Regions from separate parts of the Zea mays genome. Here all the other regions are linked to region 1. The links are chromatin contacts, called in public Hi-C maps. All regions are on one chromosome and are shown on one strand. Each heading gives the region's core, a stretch centred on a gene start, on an enhancer-like site or on the middle of the called end of the contact. The rest is flanking DNA. Distances are from core to core; before and after follow the strand shown.

Region 1 (2,700 bases), core at 121-2,620:
GGAATAGTAAAGGATGTCAGCGTATCTCTCTATTATCAGTATAACATCACACCGTCATCGTGCGTAGTAGTATGTGCCTAACACAACAGTTAACCAAGAAACAGTTCCAGCACGCACAACACATGTTCCAGGTGTATGAATCTGTTTCAATTCAAAAGCAAACGTACCCTACACACGTTTGAGTTTTGAAAAAGCTTGTTCTTCCGATTAAAATAAGACTATGTTTCTCTTGTTTTCTTGATAAGGCCGAGCTGACTCAGAAAGCTATCATTCCTACCTGGCTCGCTCATCCTCCTTTTCCGTTATCATTTCCTGGGTCGAAGGCGGCCGGTAACGGTAACGGACTCCTTGTCATGGGCCCAGAGGCGCCCGGAGAAACGTTCGTGCACTGCAAAACTCCAACGATTGAAAGTCCCGAGTTGCAACACGAATCTGGCTGTTTGGTTCAGCTTTTTGTTTTAATTTTTTTCTAACTAGTTTTTTTAATGGTCGTGGAATCTGGTTGTGAGAAAAATCTGAGTATCGTGGAGATTATATACAGAGGAAGACGAAGTAGTCTAAATGGTTTAGGATCTAGAAAGCAATGTGTTCCTACTATTGCAACGACTCGACCAATTCTGTGTTCATGTTGATTTTAAACGGTTTTTAGCAAAACGATTCTTATATAAACGGGATGAAAAGCTGAAATATTTGGCAGTCCACAACAGCTTCGCCCAAACAAACATGACATATAGATGGCCAATAAGCACGAGGCCCGTGAGCCCGACACGAAGCCCACTGTTTGGGCCTGATCCGAGCCCGACATGACCTAGTTCTATGCGGACCCGTGCCGTCCCGGCACGAATAAGCGGTCGGGCTCGGACACAAACTAAGCACGGTGGGCTAGCCCGGCACGGCCGTTTACCTTTAAGCCCGTTAAACCTATATTTTTTGCATTAAACCGTACTTACTGAATCATTTAGTCCGTTTTTGGCCTACTTTTTTTGTGCTTACTGAGCCAGGCCGGTCGGGCCGGTCCGTTTAAACCCGCTGCGGGCTAAACCTAAAACAGACCGAGTTTCATCGGGCCGGGCCGGGTGGGTCGTTTGGCCATCTGGACGACCCATTCTGTTTGTCTAGAGTAAAACGGTGACCTGTGCTGACCGGCCATGACCTCCATTGACCGCGACCCATCATCACGGGCTCACGGCAGTACGAAACATCCAGCGGTTTAGCAGCCAGCAGCCATGGCCCATGGCCGCCCATCCACCATGCCAATAGCAACGCGACAAATGGCCTCGCGCACGCGGCGACGCAAGCAGATTCGGACGCACTCGCCTCGCCAGCTCCAGTTTCACTTTCACTTTCACCGCAAGCCGGTGCCGGAAGCATCTCCGCAATCACCATGACACACATGGTCACCTCCTCTGCTCCTGCCATGGTCAAACCGGCGCCCGGTCGCCGTCCGTGGCCTATAAAAAGCGCGCGTCTGCTCCAACCGCTTCGCCTCACCGAATCACAAGTCACAACTCACAAGCTAGCGATCTTCCTCGTGCAATCGAAGCGAGTTCTCAGAGCTGTCTACGGAACTCTGAAGCTCAACGCAGCGTTCGCTTCTGAATTCGACCCGAAGCACAGCCTCGCTCAAGGCAATAAAAGCCGGTGTTACTGTTGCCGCGCCATGGAGCCGGAGATGGAGGCGGCGCTGATCAAGGTCGGGATGTTCGTGCTGGTGCAGGCACTGGTGTACCTCATCCTGTCGCAGTCCTCCACCGTGTTCTCGCGCACCAAGAGCCTTGCCCTCCGCCCCGCGCGGTCGCTCAGCGCGCGCCGCATGCTCGCGCTGCTCTCCGACCTGCCGCTCGTCGCCGGGGAGCCCTCGCCCGTCGCCGCCTTCGCCCGGACGCGGTCCGCGTTGTCGCCCATGCTCGCCGCCGCCGGCCGGAAGCAGGACTGAGTTCGGCGACCGTCGTGTGGCCACTTAGCTATAAGCTAGCTCTTCCTCGGTAGTACAGTATTCTTTAATTCTTTGGTTTGATCGATCCATGTGTGTCGGTTTGGTTTGGTTTGGTTTGGTTGTATTCAAGTATAGCTTCCAAATTTCATGGAAGTTTGATTTGCGCATCTTGTGCTGAGCCTGTACCTGCATCATCGCAGACTATTCAAATCGTTTTTATACGCTGTGGACATTTGTTAAGGATATCTCGTCAAATATGTAACTTCGACAGTATGCTGAATGTGACTACTCGGTGCTGATACGATATTGATCTGATAATTGCCCATTTGGTTCGCACGGGATCTTGTGTCTATTTGGCAATAGAGCGGTTTTTTAACTTATGGATCAACTTAAGTTATATTCCCTCGTTTCTTTTTAGTTGTATTCAGCGACAACTAAAAAGAAACATATAGAGTAATTATTTTATCATAACCAAGGACAAATCAAAATAATATTCTCTCTAGTTTTTTTATTTGACGTTTCCTAATGTAAATTGCACAATCCAACCTCAAATAAAAACAAATAGAGATAGTAATAATTATAGAGGATGCTGAACATAGACCTATGATATGTCAATTGTGAGACTATATTAATACTCGTACTTGACATTCAACAAACATCGAGACTATATTTAATACTCGTACTCAGCATTCAACAAACATTTGACGTGACATAGGCTAAACTTTAGACTCTTTTTCTACCTCTCCAGCGGGTTTCAACTCTTC
Region 2 (2,700 bases), core at 104-2,603, 220 kb before region 1:
GAAAGCCAGGCAAGCGGAGGCGACGGCCGAGATCTCGACGCCGACTTGACGGGCTCGAGATTGCCTGGCACCGCCACCGCGTAGATGCCAAAAACTTGCGATGGGTGTTGCGGTGACATTGCTGCGGACACGGACAGGCGATCGCGACGCAGCTTCGCTGCAGGCGTGCGGCGAGCGCCGGCGAAATGATGACGGCGCCCCTGCCGACGGCCGTCGCTTCGGTGGTTTGATTGATGAGGTGACCGCGCGTCGGGTGAGCTAGCAATAGCACCTCCTTCACACGCCAAGGCGGCGTCACCGGTCATCCACGCGCCCGCGGGTGCCCTGTGTTTTGGTACGATGCACAGTGGTTTTGGAGAAGCCGCGAGCAACTTGCAGCAGCGAAGTTTTCCAGATCAGTTGATTGACGACAGTTCACGTACACATGCCCGTACGCCGAGTACACGCACGAAGGAGGCCGGATGGTGCGGTGCAGTAGCGGACGGACCTACTCCAGCTCCAGCTCCAGCTCCAGGAGGAGCCATGAAAGTATGCACGGTTTCCAGGGGACCAAAATCATGGCCACCAGTTGGGTTTCGGTCTCTCTGACAGCATTATTGGGTTCTATGATTAGGAGATCAGCATACCCCCCCGCCCGCACTTCGCTTTCCTGGGGCATCTGATCCGAGTGCTCCCAAGCAAGTCACGGTCACCATCTCTGGCAAGGGATGCATTATCCATTGCGCATGTGTACTTGTGCTTCCCGGGGTTATGAACACAGGTGTCCTTGGCCCAGGCACCGAATAAAAATAATGCACCCAAAAAAAAACATTTTGAATCGACCGATTGATGCTACTCCATTTCTGTTTTTTATAATGAAGAAACGTTACAGTACAAGAATACGAGGACACCAAATTAATCTTGCGTTTTCACAAGCGGAGACGCACAACACCACTAGTTGGTCCAGTACTCCAGTTCGCACACCATTGTCCGCACCGCAGTCGCTTTCTCGCCCCACGCTCAGCTCAGATCTCCACGGGGCCCACGGCCATAGACCCCACCCTTGTCCTTGTGACCTTGTCTCACGCTACTACCTCTGCCTCAAAATAGAACCATGATATATTTTTTAGTTGTAAAACATCATATTTCATTATTGTCCTATTTACAGTTTTCATAAAAAATGCTATTTATTATTTTTTATTGGGGTTTTTTTAATTAAAGGTACTTTAACGATATTTATTTTATTGTTTTCTAAAAAAATAAATAAGATAAATGATTTGTTAAATCTATATAAAAGTAAAAAAACGGCAACCATCTACGGGAGACGACCACCGCATCCCTCTATATAAACCCACCCCTCCGCCCGTCTCTCGGTCAGTCTCAGGCGTTTCGTTCCTCGGCATCTCAAGCGCAGCAGCGATGGTGGACATCGACCACCGGATGGCCGGGCTGGCCCCGTCGGTGGCGCACACCGCGGCGCTGCGCCGCCTCTCGACGCGCGCCGCCGCGGGGCCGTCATCGGCGTCCGCGTCGCCGCGCCACGGCCTCCACTCCTTCCACGCCGTGGCTGCAGGCGTGCTCTCCCACCTCCGCGAGTCCGGGGTGGCCGTCCTCCCGGGCCTCTCGGACGCGGAGCTGGTCCGCGCGGAGGCCGAGTTCGGGTTCACGTTCCCGCCCGACCTCCGCGCGGTGCTCGCCCTGGGCGTGCCGTCGGGGCCCGGGTTCCCGGACTGGCGCGGCCGGGCCGGCCTCCGCGCCGCGTTCGACCTCCCCGCGGCGGCGGCGTCGCTCCAGGTCGCGAGGGGCGCGCTGTGGCCGCGGTGCTGGGGCCGGCGGCCGGCCGACCCGGGCCGCGCGCTGCGGCTCGCGCGCTCCGCCGTACGCCGCGCGCCGCCGCTCGTGCCGCTCTTCGACCGCTGCTACCTGCCCTGCCGCCCCTGCCTCGCGGGGAACCCGGTGTTCTTCGTCGCCGACGACCGCGTCCTCTGCTGCGGCCTCGACCTGCTCTACTTCTTCACGCGCGACTCCTCCTTCCAGCCGGCGGACCGCGCCGTCGTCTCCTCCTCGTCCCCGCTCTCCGCCGGCGCGAGCAGGCCGTCGTGCACGCGCCGGAGCCTCGACGCCGTCCAGGCCCCGCGCTGGATCGAGTTCTGGAGCGACGCCGCGTCGGACCGCCGCCGCCGCGACTCCTCGTCCTCCGAAGCATCCACCGCCTCCTCGTCCTCCTCCTCGTCGTCGTCCTCAGGATGCCCATCGCCACCCCGGCGGCCAACCCCGCGGTGGGTCGACAGCTACCTCGACGAGCTGGGGTCAATGCTGAAGAAAGGGGGCTGGAGGGACCGAGAAGTGGACGAGATGGTCGAGGTCACCGCCTCCGGGTTCTTGGACGACGGCGAGGAGGCCCCAACACCCGACTCCGAGGCTATCCTCGACGCGCTGGTCCTCAAGACCGACCGGTGCTCGGACTCGCTCCGGCGCGCCGGGTGGACCGCCGAGGACGTGTCGGACGCGCTGGGGCTCGACTTCCGGCGCGGCGAGGAGCGCTCCCGGTCGGCCGTGCGGATCCCGCCGGAGATCGCCGCCAAGGTCCAACGCCTCGCGCAAGCGCTGGCGCGCCCGTGACGTGACGTCGATCGATCTCCCCCGTTCCCGCCGCCGGAGGCTTCCCATTCTTTGTTTATCTCCAGTCCGAATCGAACTGCACTAGTATAAAAGTGAGAA
Region 3 (2,700 bases), core at 193-2,692, 170 kb after region 1:
ATAACCGTGTCGGGCCAGACCAGCACTATGGGCTGAAGCTACAGCCCAAACACGGCACGACGTTCTTGGCTCTTGCAAACATTAGGTTGTTTAATTTATGAGACCACATTGGTGCAATAGACTCCATGGTGTTTGAGGTTGCTGAATTGGATGGAGCAACAATAATTTGTCACACTAACAGTAAAATGAAAGGTTATTTGTTGTTTTTAAACGTTAGTAATTGCTACGAAGTAGCATAATTTATATGGAGCGCATCCAGTTTTTATTGGTGCCTGACTTTAGCAACCACTTTATATTTTGATCTATCTTTTTTATAAGTTTGAGTTCATGTGACTTATTTTAGAAACTTGAGCTCACAAACTTTCTCTTATTTGGTCTCTGTATGGTGAAATTATGTCATTTTATAATCTCTGTTCGTTCAGTCAGTCGTTGTGAACTCTTTTCTAATCGCTCACTTCATTGGTCGTGTTGTACAAAAATATATTGGATGAAGTAAATAATAACATCAGTTAGCCAAATAAAAAAATATTATATGGAGAGCGAAGATAATCAATAAAAATTTTGATTTTTTTTATAGATAGTTAACATGGGTATTGTTGTAAGTCGTCGCAACGCACGGCCAACCGACTAGTATATATATATATGCACAGGTCTCGAACACGCTCAGCTGGAAAGTAAGTGCCGACTATAGATGGCAAAAAAGCACGAGGCCCGTGAGCCCGGCACGAAGCCTGCTTTTTGGGCCCGGTCCGAGCCCGGCACGGTAGAATAAGCGGGCGGGTTTGGACAGGAAACTAGGCACGGCCCGTTTACCTCTAAGCCCGTCAAGCCCGTTTTTTTACACTAAAACGTGCTTACCGGCCCGTTTAGTCCGCTTTTTGGCCCGTTTTTTCGTGCTAAACGGGCCGGGCCGGCCCATTTAGACCCACTGCGGGCCGAGCTTGGACAGAAAATTAAGCCCGCTGTCTCAGCAGGCCCGGCCCGGTTTTTGGCCGGGCTTCACCGGGCCCGGGCCGAGCCGGGCCGGGCGGCCCGTTTGGCCATCTCTAGTGCCGACCGACCGATCGATCGTGCAGGGCCCATGGACAAATGCCGTACCGTCTCGACAGCAGAAGGAAACGTTCGGTGCTCTGTATCGGGATCGGGACGGGGGAGCGGCCGTGCAGGGCACGACCGATGATGGGTCGCCCCGTCGTCTTCGAGAGAAAAGGGTGAACTGTGAACGGAAGGGACAGACGGACGGACACAGACAAAGGTCGGTGGGGTTACTGGTGAGGTCCTGTGCCGCCATCTCCATGCATGGGGTTCGTTCGATGCATGGGCGCGCGCCTCCGTCGATCGCCGAGGACCGAGGACGCGCGCCCACAGTACGCCGACACGGCGTCCGTCCGGCCCGCCCGCCGCTCGTCCCGTCCGTCGTGGCTCGTGGGGATGGGGCCATAATTGCGTCCCCGCACGCAGGCGCGCGGGGGCGACGCAAATCCCTGTGGCTGTGCTTCTCCTCATCGCGCAGGCCGCGGCGAGTACATGAAGGTGAGGGCGCACGCGGTCCTCGCACGGCCTGAAAAAAAGCCAGCAGCTCTGGTTCGCGCTTTTCCGGACCGGCGCGGCGGGGCCCGGCGCGTGCCACCGCGGCCGGGCTGAGATGTACGGTGGGGACGGGGGGGCCGCCTGATGTGGCGATGCTTCGTCGGTCGTGGCCGCTGCCGCCCGGTGCATGGCGTGTACCGGTGTACGCCGGACGCGGACGGGCCCGATGAGTCGGCTTTTGGGCCGGGTGTCGTGGCTCGCTTTTTTCACGAGACGACGCCAGCAGCCCTGACACCAAGAAGGCTGGTAGCGTATAGCACATTAACAGCAGCACTCGACCACTGTGTTCCAATCCAAGTCAAAACGCGCGGTCCGTGTTCCGGCCATTCGACACCGTTTGAAACTGGCGAACTCACAGCCCGGTCGTCCGCGCGCTCTAGAAGCCCGGCACCGGCAGCTCGCCCCGTCGCGAGGCAGGCAACACGCTGGTACGGTCTCTGGTCGCGAGATCTGAAACTATCATGCGACAGGCGAGAGCAACACGGCCGGTCGGCCCAGCCTACTCCTGCAGGCGCCCTGGTCCTGACACTCTCGAAAGCCAGCCACAGCTGCCGCTGCCGCTGCCGGGCGTTGGCTCTCAGGCTGCTGCTGCCCCCGATCGTGGCCGACTGGCGCCTGGCGGCTGGCCGAGCCGAGCAAAGCACAGCGCCCAAAGGCATAGTTACAATTACAAACCACTCACTCGCAGCCTTTCCGGTGTCGCCAAAACACGTCACACGTGCTGCCGGTACAATTATTGGCGACTACGTACTGTCGCCCCGGCCGGCGCTCTGTAGCCAGACAGAGCTCGCGCTAGCTTTGCTGCAACGCTGTGTGGCGTTGCGTTGCGTGCGCTCTGCTCTCATGCATGCATATTGCATAGTAGCGATCCTTTGCTGACTATGCAGCTGGAGGCTCTGTGCCATCCTGTAAGTTGGGCCGGGCCGTGCTGACCCGGCACGAGCCCATCGTGCTTCGGGCTTAAATAATTCGGGCCGGGCTAGCACGAATTGCACTCGGGCCGGGCTAAATCGTGCTCACGTCCTAAAATGTAGGCCCAGCACGGCCCTAAATTAGACCGGGCTTGCATCGGGCCGTGCTGGCCCAGACCCGGCCCGTAAATCATGGACC
Region 4 (2,700 bases), core at 83-2,582, 160 kb before region 1:
GAAGCTGAATCTTCTGTGATTTCAACCTGCTCGTCTGAACAAGGCAACAACAAAAAGGCAACGGGTCAAGATTTACTGACTTTTCAGTCTACAATATGATAACTTTCTATGAAGATCTGCTGCACAACTTAAGGTAAATAACTTCCGACTTGTTACTGAAAAAAAATGGTTTCATAACGCAATTCATGCCTTCTATGCTTCAACAAACATAGATGATAACTCAAACAAAGTGTTTTGTGCTTTGCTAATTACTACTAAACCAAATTTCAATACTAAACAATAGGCTAAAACTAAAAATAATGATGGATATGCACTCTGTGCACAAGAAACCATTTTTAAATACCTTGGATAGATTCTTGTGTGCTAGGCAATGAAGCAGATGATTCGACTGCAGAATCTAATCGCTTGCGAACTCTGGGAGTTCGAATAGGATGAGACCCACCATTCAGTGGACAAATTCTGACTCCTTCTCCAATGTTGATTTCGTCACCAATTGGTCTACCTGAATAGGCCCCATTTGTATTTTTTCCTCCACAAACATGTCCTGGCATTAGTACTCCTGCTGAAAAATGAGAATTTGATGTAATAGGTCCAACTCTCTCACTATCAAGCAATGACACCGAAGAAACAGATGAATACTGTCCACCAAGTCTTCCTGGAGGCCCCAGGGGGCCACTTTTAGACTTTGGCCTCCGACCATGAGCAACCGTAGTTCTTCCACGCATGTCGCTGGAATTGGGACTGAAGATCCACCTCTCTGCATCCTCCCATTTCGAGGGCAATGTCCTCCCATTGCTGTAAGAAAATGCCATGCTGCTTCCTGGGTATCTCCTACTTCCTTTAGAAGAATGCGGAACTCTCTCAGAGCTCCACCTTTTTTTGGAAACCCAACTCCGATAGCTCAGCGTCAAGGTCTACGAAACACGTCTGACCGGATGAGTAATGCTTCAAGTCCTTTGTTCATCAACCCCACACCACCAATCACGAAACTTGTAGAAAACGTGGCTCCGTGGAATTAACCCAGTGCTGCCGAGGTCAAGTAAGGCCGGGGCCGGCCGCTGTTTCGACCCCTTCCTACCATGCAAAAGAACAATAACCTCAGTGTGGTACCACTGGTTGGTTGTGGCATTCTTTCGAACAACATACAAGCATACAAAATGGGCAACTGCAACCCCGCACAATTCAACGGATTGCAAGACTCAAGATTAATACAGTACCTGGGGTAGTGGGGTGGGACGTCCTGCCGGATTCTTGGCCGGTTCTTGTACCTGAGCCGACTCCTCTTCCTTCACCCCGCACAGCAACTCCTCCGCTTCGTCGTCCTGCCGCTCGGCAAAGGCTGCAGAAGCTTAACAACACTAGCTCGTTTTAAAGGGCGGTCAGGTTGCTCTCAGATCGATTGAGACACTAGTAAGAATCCAAAACTGTGAGCTGGTTACAGCGTTGTGCTTACCACTGGAGGAGGAAGTAGCCAACCCATCTGTCTCCAGATCTGTGTCTGTGTCAGGCGCACGAACCCGGCCAAAGGCTGCATGCAACCACCATCATACAATCAGTGTTTAAAAAGCAGATCTCAGAAAGAGGGGGAGTGAAAGGTGAAGATAATCCAACGGCGCTCATTTTCTCGTGTCAGAAAAAAAAAAAGCACCCTCGTTTTTGTTGCTACAAGGGTCTAGGATGGTGACGGTGATGATGCCTATAGCTCAAGTCAAAAGAATTCGGGGCCATCCTACTTTGTCTACTTCGCTGATAACAAATTCTTGTGTACCATTCGCTTGCTCTCTGTGGAAGGGTTGCGGTCACCTGAGTGAGAGGCTAGGACAGGCCATACCGCCATAGGCAACCTAGATGGGCATCGGGGCGCCATGATGCTACTTTGAGTTATTTGGCATTATAATACCTCTGCCTTTTGTCTTCGCCAGTTTGGTACTCTGAACACATATCGCCACTTTGGTACTTCGAATGCATGGTTGTCTCTATTGACGTAACCGCGCCTGTGAAGACGTTGGACGCGATTACCGTGGACGCTCTTCCAATCTTGCCCCTGTTCCAGAATCTCCCATCTTCCAACCGTGGATGCCACAGTAAATTTCACACTTATATTTTTCTTCCAACCTTTTCCGCAGCTCCCTCAGACCCATGTTCAACTCCTTTAAGAGATGGACAACCTTTGATGCTACTCAAGCGCTAGTAAGGATCGTGGTTTTCCTTCTAGCACTGGAAGTACAAGTGTGTTCCTCAATTAAGACAGTCACCTGTAATAATTAACCTTAATTAGTAACAACATAAACAATATCCTATGTACAAACATCTTAGGCTTATTAGACTATACCATAACACTATTCCCAGATTGTTGCCTACATCCCACAATATGCCAAGGGCAACCTTCTCCTTTGCAATTACCAATAAATCGACTCAGATCAGTTTTATATATTTCTAGCTCAAACTCTTCATTGATCGCAAACTGTCTCACAGCTAGCCTAAAGTCACGCATGCTGGGGTACACTGTTCCAATATCCATACAAGGCTTGTCTGTGTCATGCAACATCACCCTCTCATCTGGAATTTCATCATCAACAGGGATGATTGCATCAATAGTTCCATTCTCGCAATCACCTCTATTGACATCACCCTCTTGCATCTTGAAAGCTTCACCCACCTTCTGAGCAGCTTCATCCTCAGCTCTCAACCCGATCAACT
Region 5 (2,700 bases), core at 76-2,575, 210 kb before region 1:
AAACTATCTATTTCAGAATGACTAAAAATAAATGCTCGTCGAGAGGCAATGCACCAAATCCCAAAGAAGAAGCAAATCTAGAAGTGTGTAGAGAAAATTGTAGAAAAGACACCTGTTTCCTCTCCAGTTCCTGATTCTGCTCTCTGAGTTTCTGAACTTCGGCTTCTAACTCCATTGTATAAGCCTATGCAGTAAAATAAGATTCTTTTTAACCGAAACAGCAAAGTGGAAAATTTGTCTGCTTTAAAAGAACGGTAACACAGTAACCAGGAAGAGTACGATGACTCTGATTATAATCGAATTGCGAAAGTTCACAATGTCATGAGTCAAGAAGCACTAACAAATTGCTTGGTGCCTTGGTCAGTAAGACATGCATGAATTCAGCAAAAGGCTGTGACCTGTTTGCGCGCTCGGGACCTCGCGGCGGACTCCCTGTTCTTGATCATCCTCCGCCGCCGCCTCTCCACCACTTTCTCCACTCCGCCTCCATGCCTTCTCCCCCGAATCATTCTTTCAAACGAAAAAGTTTGCGGCTCCGTCAGCGACGACAGGTCGCTGTATCCCTTCCCGACAGAATCAAGCTGGCTCACCGCTGTTTGCACAGCCATGGCGCTGCCTCCCATGCCTGCCGCCCTGGGCGGTATCAGGGCCAGATCCACCATGCCGACCGGTGCAAACCCTACCGCTGCCGTAGCTGCGTCGTCGTCGGCACCCGGTAAATCCCCAAAAAAGGCGGAGCTTTTAGGGGCAACAGGTACCGGCCGCGGCGGCACCATGGGTGGCGGCGCTGGAGGAGCAGAAGCGGGGTTCTCCTTGACCGCGCCAGCTCTGACCAAGAACTCCTCCAGAGTCATCTCCCCGAGCGTTGACTGGCGGTGGGGCGGCTGGTGTCCGCCGCCGTCCGCCCCCTGCGGCGGTTCGTCGCGCACGAGATTTCTCCACGCCTCGTCGACCGTCTTGGTGCTGAGCATGCGGGGCAGTGTGAGCGACGATCCCTGCCGCTGCATCGGCGTGGGGGGCATCCCCGCGCTCGCTCCTGCGATAGAGGCGGAGGCCTTGGCCTGGGTCTCCTCTGCGGTCCAGATGCTCCGGAGCAGCTCGTCCATGTTCACGGAGCCGAAACCCTTGGGGATGCCACGGCTACCGCCACAGCTGGCGGCGGCCCCGCCGAGGGTGCTCTGGGATCTGTCGAACGTCAACGAGTAGACTGAACCTTGCCTCGCTAACGGCGCCACTCCATCCCCTTCCTCCTGCTTGCCTGTCCCTGTCTCAGCTCAGCACCAAAAAAAATTTAAACTAACACTTAGGAAATGTTAGTTAAAAACATTAACAAATTTTAAACTAACACTTAGAGAATGTTAGTTAATAATATTTTAGATTATATAATCTGGATACGCTCACAAGTCACAGGTCGTGGTCTCCGAGCACGCGACGAGCAGCCAACCATATGTCGCCACGTGGGGGGCTTGCCTCCGTCGGTTGTTGGGATGTTAGATTGTTAGCATACGTACAAAAATATCTTCGACCCCGGGAGAAGAGCACCTGGTGCTAGGTTGCTGCCATGTAGGGCCTCTGCCGGCTTACCTGTCAGCGGGACCCGGTGTCAGTTCCTCTGGTGTATTGATGGAAACATGGTGGTAGGTTTCCCGTCTATGACAGGTACAGTTCCGAAAAGAAATGCAGGTCATCCATATCTCAATTTAATTTTGAAGAGCGTTATACTCGTAAAAAGATCAGTTGCGGAGCTACGTGGAAGAGGAAAGAAAATCAATGGGCCCTCACTTTGCCCCAATATGAGTGTTTCAGATTTGCCCCGTTTGAAACGCTACGAATTTCGTAGGAACTGTGAACGAAATTTATATGTATACAGAGGAAAAAAATCAGAAAAAAGCCTCCATCCGTTTCAAATACAGTTGTTTCTAGCCCACTTTTTTTCTATCCATATTCATTCAAATGATAATGAATATAGACATACATGGAAACTATATTCTTATGTTATTTAATGAATATATAATTAGTTTAAAACGAATTATATTTTGAAACGTGGGAAGTACAATGTAAAGAGGGTGTTGGGTCTATGCTTCGTCGCCGAAGGTCTTCTAGGAAGAAGTGGCTCTCGGCTGAAGCTGTTTGTATGAGATGGCCGAAGGTTCCTCTTCATGAAGCTTCGGTATCACAAACCGACTTAAAGATAAAATGACCCTTTAGTCCATAAAGGTCTGAGTCAATGTTGTAAACTTTTATGAGGGGTATAATTGTAATTCCTCACAGGCTGTGTCCTGTGCCTATAAATAGTGAACAGTATTCTTTTACTGTTCACACATTCTGGTAATTGCAATCGCATCTTTCGGAATCCAACCTTTGCCAAGGCAGAGGTATTTTTGTGCTCAATGATTCAATATATTAAGTAAATATAATATAATTCGTCTATGATTTATTTACCCCTTTTACACCCTTTATTTTATGTTGTCTTACAATATCTGTTGAAATTTTATTACGAAGATTTAAGCTTTGTAATTATACTCTCATCAGCCTTCGTCCAAGGCCCATTATCCTCAAGGGAATAATGTTTCATGGACGAAGGACGTTAACATTTAACACTTCATGTTGCCTTGTTCTTAATTCATAGCATTTGAGAACAAGTCCCCAACATTGGCGCCCACCTCCGGTGAACTCACTTCCACTTTTTGAGCTGATGGC

Evidence for each region. A called contact is a pair of places that touch in the nucleus more often than the background predicts.
Region 2: a contact with region 1 is called in a Hi-C map of ear, with 1.7 times the contacts expected there. The contact joins the promoter of LOC103647482 here to the promoter of LOC103647479 in region 1. A contact is called at or near these places in 3 of 25 Hi-C or Micro-C datasets (ear, endosperm and tassel).
Region 3: a contact with region 1 is called in a Hi-C map of bundle sheath, with 2.7 times the contacts expected there. The contact joins the promoter of LOC100384175 here to the promoter of LOC103647479 in region 1. A contact is called at or near these places in 3 of 25 Hi-C or Micro-C datasets (bundle sheath, ear and tassel).
Region 4: a contact with region 1 is called in a Hi-C map of ear, with 3 times the contacts expected there. The contact joins the promoter of LOC100279723 here to the promoter of LOC103647479 in region 1. A contact is called at or near these places in 11 of 25 Hi-C or Micro-C datasets (bundle sheath, ear, endosperm and 3 more) and 2 of 3 datasets of contacts at active chromatin or transcription factors (leaf and seedling).
Region 5: a Hi-C map of tassel shows a contact between it and region 1, with 2.1 times the contacts expected there. The contact joins the promoter of LOC100191233 here to the promoter of LOC103647479 in region 1. A contact is called at or near these places in 3 of 25 Hi-C or Micro-C datasets (ear, endosperm and tassel).

Annotation. Positions count from the first base shown.
Region 1 is chr2:191,081,369-191,084,068 of Zm-B73-REFERENCE-NAM-5.0, reverse strand. LOC103647479 reads left to right here and starts at 1,370. Exons shown (of 1, transcript XM_008672011.3): 1 at 1,370-2,243. The coding sequence starts at 1,385. The coding sequence ends at 1,936.
Region 2 is chr2:191,304,133-191,306,832 of Zm-B73-REFERENCE-NAM-5.0, reverse strand. It overlaps LOC103647482, which reads left to right and starts at 1,353. Exons shown (of 1, transcript XM_008672012.3): 1 at 1,353-2,700. The coding sequence starts at 1,399. The coding sequence ends at 2,601.
Region 3 is chr2:190,912,372-190,915,071 of Zm-B73-REFERENCE-NAM-5.0, reverse strand. It overlaps LOC100384175, which reads right to left and starts at 1,442. Exons shown (of 1, transcript NM_001176752.2): 1 at 639-1,442. The coding sequence starts at 1,441. The coding sequence ends at 968.
Region 4 is chr2:191,245,680-191,248,379 of Zm-B73-REFERENCE-NAM-5.0, reverse strand. It overlaps LOC100279723 (Remorin family protein), which reads right to left and starts at 1,332. Exons shown (of 6, transcript NM_001152682.1): 1 at 1,218-1,332; 2 at 344-1,074; 3 at 1-34. The coding sequence starts at 812.
Region 5 is chr2:191,287,042-191,289,741 of Zm-B73-REFERENCE-NAM-5.0, reverse strand. LOC100191233 reads right to left here and starts at 1,325. Exons shown (of 4, transcript NM_001136667.1): 1 at 399-1,325; 2 at 113-184. The coding sequence starts at 1,106.